Linked DNA regions of Mus musculus: all the other regions are linked to region 2. The links are chromatin contacts, called in public Hi-C and HiChIP or PLAC-seq maps. All regions are on one chromosome and are shown on one strand. Each heading gives the region's core, a stretch centred on a gene start, on an enhancer-like site or on the middle of the called end of the contact. The rest is flanking DNA. Distances are from core to core; before and after follow the strand shown.

The links. Hi-C and Micro-C count contacts between places; a contact is called where the count stands out from the background. HiChIP or PLAC-seq counts read pairs in DNA pulled down with a chosen protein or histone mark.
Region 1: a Hi-C map of B cells shows a contact between it and region 2, with 9 read pairs. The contact joins the promoter of Ldb1 here to the promoter of Dpcd in region 2. A contact is called at or near these places in 3 of 39 promoter capture datasets (embryonic stem cells, neural stem cells and pre-B cells), 1 of 484 Hi-C or Micro-C datasets (B cells), 4 of 115 datasets of contacts at active chromatin or transcription factors (astrocytes, embryonic stem cells, extraembryonic endoderm stem cells and 1 more) and 3 of 9 other capture datasets (adipose tissue, embryonic stem cells and pancreatic islet).
Region 3: an H3K4me3 HiChIP or PLAC-seq map of bone marrow-derived macrophages shows a contact between it and region 2, with 6 times the contacts expected there. The contact joins the enhancer-like site here to the promoter of Dpcd in region 2. A contact is called at or near these places in 6 of 39 promoter capture datasets (cranial neural crest, embryonic stem cells, hippocampal neurons and 1 more), 1 of 15 datasets of contacts at CTCF or cohesin (the NIH/3T3 cell line), 8 of 484 Hi-C or Micro-C datasets (cortical neurons, embryonic stem cells, frontal cortex and 2 more), 16 of 115 datasets of contacts at active chromatin or transcription factors (bone marrow-derived macrophages, embryonic basal ganglia, embryonic forebrain and 11 more) and 4 of 9 other capture datasets (adipose tissue, embryonic stem cells, liver and 1 more).

What each region holds. Positions count from the first base shown.
Region 1 is chr19:46,043,928-46,046,627 of GRCm38.p6, forward strand. Ldb1 (LIM domain binding 1) reads right to left here and starts at 1,384. Exons shown (of 11, transcript NM_001113408.2): 1 at 903-1,384. The coding sequence starts at 927.
Region 2 is chr19:45,559,162-45,561,861 of GRCm38.p6, forward strand. It overlaps Dpcd (deleted in primary ciliary dyskinesia), which reads left to right and starts at 1,424. Exons shown (of 6, transcript NM_172639.3): 1 at 1,424-1,546. The coding sequence starts at 1,483. Poll (polymerase (DNA directed), lambda) reads right to left here and starts at 1,403. Exons shown (of 9, transcript NM_020032.3): 1 at 1,325-1,403; 2 at 419-555. The coding sequence starts at 530.
Region 3 is chr19:45,175,161-45,177,860 of GRCm38.p6, forward strand. No RefSeq gene overlaps it. Among named protein-coding and RNA genes, the nearest start is that of Tlx1, 26 kb to the left of the region's middle. Within about 2 kb of position 1,356, at least 92 of the 459 cell types and tissues checked have an H3K27ac peak or open chromatin away from gene starts, as enhancers often do. A contact at or near this core is called in adipose tissue, bone marrow-derived macrophages and pancreatic cancer cells, where this site is marked.

The DNA.
Region 1 (2,700 bases), core at 134-2,633, 480 kb after region 2:
AGAGTTATAAGGAAGGGGACCGACTATATTCTGGGATTCTCTTTAGACTAACCTCTCCCATCACATGGCTCAACTGTTCCCTCCTAGCACTTGTGGCCTTATACCCCGACCGTACAAGAAAAATCTCAAGGCACTCTCAGACACAGGTGTTCCCTGGCAAGCTCTGATACCTGTTAGAGAGGGTTGTGATTTGAATTTGAGTCCTCAAGTTTTCACTGGGGGGGGGGTGTCAAGCATTGCTCCCCCAACTCGAATCTGCAAACCACTCTTAACTTCACGGCCTACCTGGAACTGCTACACTCCCCCTCCCACGAAGACTGAGATAGCAGACCCAAGGGCCCAATTATCTGACACCCCCTAGGAGTGCTTTTTGTCCCTCAGGAGGGCCAACCTACCCTGGCAACAGACAGGAAAAGTTAAAGGGGGGTAAGATGGGCTCCAATCAACTCCTCCCCCAAACAGCATCCTAAGAAACAGCCCGAGGGGGGGAATGTCACAAAATATGTAAGAGGCAATAAACAGCAGGGAAGGGGGGGAAACCCAAATCAGCCAATCAGAACTCTACGATGACCTGAGGGGGGGGTCAAAAGTCCAAAGTCACTTCTGATTGGCTAACACCCTGGAATTCTGGGAATTTCAGTCCCCCCCCATCCCTCCCCAGTTAGCCTCCCCCCCCTCAAAAAAAAATTACAAGCCATCCTTAGCACCCCCTTCCCGTGCCGCTGGGCTGCTGCGTATTTATACAGATGAGAAAACCCGGCCCCGATCGAGGCCCCTCTAACTCTATACAGCCCCCGACCCCCACCATGCCTTCGATGCCCCCCACATACAAATCCTCTCCAAACCAGGGGTTAGGGGGCCGAAAGGGAGGGAGGGGCCAGGCGGCCTCGAGACCCACTCACCAGGACAGGCACAGCCCACTGACATCTTCACATCGCCCGCCGCTGGGGGCCCAGCCGAGTCACGATGCCCGCCCCTCGCAGGGACAGGCCGGGCATGAGCCGCTGCCGCCGCCCGCGGCCCCCGATGCCCGCGCCGCCGGCCCGGCCCGGCCTCTGCCCGGTGCGGGCCGCCCCTGCCTGCAGCGAGGGGCCTGTCAGGCGCGGAGCAGACAGGAAGGAAGCCAGGCAGGAAGGCGAGCTGCCTCTGCGTGTGTACGCGCGGGTGTGCGTCCCCGGAGTGTGTGTCCGTGTGTGCGCGTGTGCGTGTGCGTGTCTGTGCGCTCCCGCCGCCCTCCCCGCCGCCGCCCTCGCGCTCGCTCCCGTTCGTTCGCGCGTCCTCTCCCTCTCGCAAGCGCCGGCTCTCCGGCCAGAGTCGGGCTGGGCCGGGCTTTATTAATATGCTAATTGTCCTGGTAGTGGGAGGGGAGAGCCGTGTCAAAGTGACCCGGGCGAGCGCGGCGCGAGCGGCGACGTGCGTGCGCCGCGCGGCGAGGGGCAGGGAGCGCTCCCGGGAACGGCATGCGTGTGACGCAGCTCTTAAAAAACGAGACGGAGGCAGAGACCCCGGCGAGGGCGGGCGCCGGGGAGCGGGAGGAGGCGAAGCCTCACGCTCGGCGTCCGTCCTCCGGGTGCGCGGGGTTGGGAGCGTGGCTGAGCGGGAGCGGGGATTGGGGGAGGCGGAGCCTGGGTGGGTAGTGAGGTGTACCCTCTCTCCACCCCCGGGAGGGATGGGGCGCTGACCCCTGCCTGTGCTCTTTGCGGAGACCCTGTGTGGCGCGCTCCACCCGAAGCTGGGTGGGAAAAGGAGCACTCTCCTAATTCTCAGAGCAACCCCTAGACTCATCCCCTTTCTAAATTAACCAGACCATGCCTGCTAAACCAGTTGGGACTAGAGCTAAAAGGGTTAATTAAGAAGGGACCCCACCCTCCCCCGCCTAAGGGCCTGAGGTCCGCATTTTGCAAGGGGACACAAGGGCTGTGGTATGACCATTAGGCTGGGAAGGGGGGGAGCACTACCAAAGCCATCCTTTCCTCTTGCAGGCTCTGACGCACCAGTTAAGACACTTCCCTTCCCCCACTTTCTTCTTCCAGCCCTGGAGCCTTCTACCCACCCACCCCCATCCTCCGCCCCCTGGAAGCAGCTCCCTGTTTTGGAGGTGGAGAACAGGAAACCTACTCCTTCAGTGCCCCCTACCCATAGGGGCAGAGGCCGCGGGGAGGGTTGGGGGTGGGGCATCCTGGACAGTCAGTCTATCTTCCAAAGGGAGAACCCTCCCAACCTTCAGGCAGTCCTCAAGGACTCCTCAACCCAACCCATGGAAGGGAAGAACTCTTCCATCCCTTCTCCAAAGCCCAGCCCTAGCTGCCTCATAAACAGGAAATACCTATTAGCAGGGAGGAGGGGAGCTGCTAGAAGGAGTTCGGGGGGGGGGTGTCCCCCAAGCCTTAGCTTCTCTTAAGCTTCGTGGTGTATTCCCTGGGTAGATTCTGGGGGCTGGTATTCCCTGTCTAAGGTATCTGAACTAGACTGGTTACACTGGCTTCCCTCTTCCCTTTGTTGCTAAAATGGGGATTGTTTGAAAAAGGTGTTTGATTTCCCTACCCCGATTTAGGAGTTTGCACAGCTGGCTTGACTGTCCAGGGGAGAGTTACAAAGGTGGAGGTTAAGGTGCCATGAGACCACATATCCCAACCTTAGGGGTTTTTTTTGTTTTTTTTTGTTTTTGTTTTTTGGCTAAGGAGCAAGAGACCATGGTAG
Region 2 (2,700 bases), core at 174-2,673:
AGAACAAAATACCTTCAAAGAATTCTACCGCAAACGTACAACAAACTTCCTTTTTTTGGGGGGGGGTGGTTAGTTTCAAGACAGGGTTTCTCTGTGTAGCCCTGGCTGTTCTGGAACTCACTCTGTAGACCAGGCTGGCCTCGAACTCAGAAATCTGCCTGCCTCTGCTTCCCAAGTGCTGGGATTAAAGGCTAAAGGCTTGCTTGCTAGCGATACCCCCCAGGGGTTTTTTGTTTTTGTTTTTGCTTTTGTTTTGTTTTGTTTTTTTCAGCAAACTTCCTTTTTTGTTGTTTTGTTTTGCTTTTCGAGTTTGAGGCCAACCTGATCTTGGCCACAGGTTAGGTCACTTCTGTTAATCTGACTCTAGCTGAAAACAAGAAGGCTGAACGTTCCAGTGTGTGAGGGTGGACCGGCTCACCTCTAGCTTCTCCCACCTCCCTTTTGGGAATCTTTGCAAGTGCTTTTGAAGATAGATCTGCATGACTTTTCTTCCGCTTGGGAAAGGCCTTCACGATGCCCTGAGGGTCCATTGAAGGGCGCTGGATCCTGGCCTTTCTGTTAAAGGATTGAGAGCCAGCCCTTAATAATTTGGCATAGAGGTGGGGTTTAGGGGTAACAGGTCCCTTTCTCAGAGGTCTCGGAAACCCCAGTTAAACTTAAGTGATTTAATCCGAGTGCCACACACACATACCAGCCTTTCAACCCTAGTCGTACTGAGGGAAGCCAGGGAAAGGTTGGGATTCTTGTGGGTGTAGGGGAGGTGTGGATCGAAAGGAAACAACATGGGGTGGGGGTGGGGGGAGGAATATAGCGCAGAGTCAGCCTCTGCGTCCCCTTCCAAGAGACTTTTCCAAAATGATGACGGGTTTGGGAACCGGACTACATCTTTAGGAGAGTCTTCATCTCCCCAACGAATTGGAGTCTAAGGGACATGTCACATAAACCTCGCATCATCTTTCTCTAGCCTCAATGTGCATTCGCAGAAGAAAACCTGGGGAGTGAGGCTTCAGGGAAAGTTGTGGGCACGCTGCGCACCTGTCCCTGTCGCAGCAGCCCCATCGCGCGGGTCTGAGCCCCGCAGCTGCAGGGAGGTGGAGTGCAGCCGCAGCAGATGTAGGGAGCCCTCACAGCTGGAGGTGGGCAAGACCGAAGCAGACGTGCCACATCCACTGTGAGCAGCTGGTGTGAACCAGGGACTCCCAGCTGGGGCCAGAAGAGAGTTGGTGCTGGATCCCTAAAAGTTCTGGGAGCATCCCCACCCCACCCGGCCCCAGGACCGGTCCAAAGTAGGTTAGAATCTCCCGGCAAAGAGAAATAAACTCACCATGGGAGCCAATGAAAACGGATTGGGGGAGGAAGGGGTAGAGGGGAAAAAAAAAAAAAAAAATCAGTTCCCAGAATACTTCCCGGGTCATCCGGAAGTGATCATCGGTCGGGTAGTTGCCATGGCAGTGGCCCGGCGCGTTCCTGGGCGGAGGGAAGATGGCGGTGACTAGCTGGTTGGAGGTTTTGCGGTCGGCCGAGAAGACGGCACTGCTGCAGGATGGTAACTCGAGACCCCTCGTCCTTCCCCCCAGGGCGGGCTCTATGCGCCCGCTCCCCCAGGGAGGGCCTCAGCCTGGGTGGGCAGAGCTGGACCTGTCGCAGCAGCCTACAGCCATGCCAGCTTCCTGCTTTTGCAGAGGAAACCGGCCCAGGGAGATGACCCGAGTGGAACCCAAGTCTTTGGTCACCCACCTCAAGAGTTCCTTATATCATCTCTCCCCGCTCAGAGTTTTGTTGGTATTTCCCAATAATTCATTTTACATTCATCATCGTCCCTCAGGGCTGTACCAAGAGGCTAATTCTGCACCCCATTTGACTGACGAGGAAACTGAAACCCAGGAAGGTTTTAGACCAAACCCAGGTTTTGCAGATAATCAGGTATAATTCGTCATCTGGGATCCATGCAGCTCAATTTGGGGGTCCTATTGATGACAGCAGCCCCAATGGCATAGAAAGGAGACACCAGGGTTTTAGATCAACTCTAACATCGATTCACCTCTTCAGTTGTTAGGACCCCATTTTCTTCAATTATAAAATGAAGTGGGTGGGCTACCAGTGTTGTTTCTAAGGTCCTTGTTTTCTTTTTCTTTTCTTTCTTTTTTTTATTTTAAAGATTTATTTATTTTTTTATTATATGTAAGTACACTGTAGCTGTCTTCAGACACACCAGAAGAGGGAGTCAGATCTCGTTACGGATGGTTGTGAGCCACCATGTGGTTGCCGGGATTTGAACTCAGGACCTTCAGAAGAGCAGTCGGGTGCTCTTACCTGTTGAGCCATCTCACCAGCCCAGGTCCTTGTTTTCTAACTATGTTTTGTTTATGATGTGGATTTTAAATTGCCCCCTGATCTTTAGGGGAGATAGAGCAAGGGCTAAGGTCTAAATGACTAAGAACAGGAGCTTGAGATGTCAGCTTTTCCTCATCCTGCAAGTGGCCAGTTTAAGTGCCCTGTGCCCCTGAGGTCTTTCACAGACCCACCCACCTGGCAGCCAGGGTGCCTTAGGTCTGAATTCCTGAGGCTTTAAAGCTAACAGCTAGCTTTAAAACATCCACAGGCAGGTGCCTGAAGTTTACAGAAATTAAAATCAGGTTTCATTTGCTCCTACCCTACAGCATTTAGGGAACCCATTGCCATGTGCCAAATTCTGTGCTA
Region 3 (2,700 bases), core at 106-2,605, 380 kb before region 2:
CATCTCCCCCAAGGCCGCGCCGCTCCAGGAGGGTACCCTGTACTTTTGGTCTCTGTGTCCTCAGAATCTTCGTGAGTGAATGATCAAACACGTGTGCAAACAAGCGGAACACATGAGGACAAAGACGTACGAAGGTTGGATCCACATGCATGTGTGTGGAACAGTGCATGCAGAACTATTCATTTGGAATATTGCTAATGATTTCTAAGATGGGAGGCAGATTCCATCATTAGAAGAGCGGGAAACAAGTTACATTAGCTCTGTCGGGGCACTAGCGGGCAGCCATAATGAAAGGACTACTGGTTCTACACGCACTGCTGTGGAACTACTCAGGAGTTGCTGTCTGGTTTAGGATATGGTGCGGGACAGGGCAGGTGCTCTATGGAGAGGAGACACGTACATCCTCACGTGGATAGAAAATCTGTAAAGAAATACCCAGAAATAACAGCACTGGTCCTCCAGAGAGCAGGGGATGCTGTGTAGGGCTTTTTTTTTTTTTTTTTTTTTTTTTTTTTTGATAAAGGTGAGGGGGCCTAACCTACCATTGGTGGTGCCACCCCTGGGCATTTTGTCCTGGATTGTTTGAAAAAACTAAGTTGAGTGATTGATGGGAGGCCAGTCGGTAAGCAGACTTCTTCCTCTGTGGTCTCTGCTTCTGCTCCTGTCTCCAAGTCCCTTCCCTGAGTCCCTTCCCTGAGTCCCTTCCCTGAGTCCCTTCCCTGAGTCCCTGGCCTGAGTCCTCCCCCTCCCCCCAGACAGCTGTGAGATGTATGGTGAAATTAACCCCTTTCCTTCCCAAGTTACTTCTGGTCATGCTGTTAATCACACAACAGAAAGCAAACTATGACAGGTGACAAAGGCATAGAAGGCTCACTCGATACTCTTTTATACAAGGTCTGAGTTGTGTGAGAATACAACGAGGCTTGGGGAGACAGAAGTTATTAAGACTCCTTGTGTCTCAATTCCTTCACCTGCAAAACCAGGCAGTTAAGAATCTTCCCAGTGCCTTGGAAGTGTAAAAAAGGGGTGGAAGGCCTGGGGTTTTTCTGGGGCCGCCATCATCACTATCCCTTGGTGCAGATGACTAATGAGAGAACTTCCGACAGGGAGAGGCCAGGGTTACTTATGAAAACCCTATGAAAGGCAAAGTCCTGAGAGATAGAGACCAGCTGTGTGTTCCCTGACCCTGCTAAGTTTAGCATCATGGTCAATGGCCTCATGGGGTTCCCCGCTGAGTCATGTTATCCGCTGCCAGTCTGTGGCCACACCCAGAACCAACACTCTGTGGTTATATAACTTCCTAATGAGGAATTGTTGGTGTGAAGGAATACTGCAGAGTCATGTGGTGCTTTCCGGAGGGAAGCCTCCGTCACTTCCGGGTTTGTGGTCTTCAGAGACGTTCTCCCTAGGACAGTGACAATGTGGCTGCCTGGTCATTGGAGCTCTGAGGTCACTAAGGCTTCGATGAGGGTGTGTCCGGAACCCACCCTCCTCATCTTGTATCCATTTAAGTTTTCTTTATCCTGCCCCTCTCTCTTCCAGGGATGTTTATAAAGAAAGCAAGGTGCCTGAGAAAGTTATGATCCGTTGGTACAGACGATCGCATGGGATGGCCAGAGTCAAGAGAAGCGGTGTTACTGCACAAACATGGCTTCTGCCAGGTCTTGAGATTAGGGGCACCTGAGGGTCGGAGGAGGATGAAAGCATTGGTGGGGCCTTGTCTTCATCAGGCGATGGCAGAACGGCTGGTGAGAACGGTCAGGTATGGTGGCATACACCTTTAACCCTAGCACTCGGAAGGCAGAGGCGAGCAGATCTCTGTGAGTTCGAGGCCAGCCTAGTCTACAAAAAAAACGAGTCCAGGAGAGAAACCCAGTCTCGAAAAAACAAAACAAACAAAAAGAGCTTCCTAAGATTATGAGGACGCTCATGCTCAAGGCTGCCATCACTTTAACGAGCCACAAGAGGGCGCCCGTGCCCTGTCATCGGCGATTCCTGGGCTCTTCCCCACAGCTGCCAAACGCTTCTCCACTAGGGACTGATTATTTACACTCAAGGAAATCAGAGGGTGATGTAGAATCCGGGCAATTCCTGCTAAATTCAGTGTGTGTGCCAGAACAGACCGTACCTAACAGCCTGGCTATGGTGTTCTCTCTTACAGTCCGGATTTTTTTTTCTCTAAACTTACCACCTCAGAACAGCTCCAATTCCCCCGCACCGCTTATCTCTTTTATCTCTTCACTGTCCTCCACCCCCACCCCTCCCCGCGCGCACACTGGACCAAACATCCACAAGGCCTGTCTCCTAGAAAAACATCCTCTGCCAAGAGGGCTTCGCATCCATGAAGCTGGTGCCCAGCCGCGCCCCCAGCCACTCCCACACAGAAGGAAGGAGGAGTCTCCCACAAAGGTTTTTCTTGGGTTAGAGATGTGTGATGTATGGTCTCTGTCCACGCGGCTTTGGAGAGGATCTTAGGCAGACACGGTTTAGAACGAAGCCTGCTGGGGCTGGAGAGATGGCTCAGCCGGTTAAGATCACCGACTGCTCTTCCAGAGGTCTCAGGTTTGATTCCCAGCTCCCACTTGGCAGTTCACAACTGTCTGTAAGTCCCAGATCTGACACTCTCACACAGACATGCATGCACCAATTGGTAAAACACCAATGCACATAAAATTAAAGTAGATAAATTATAGAATGAGG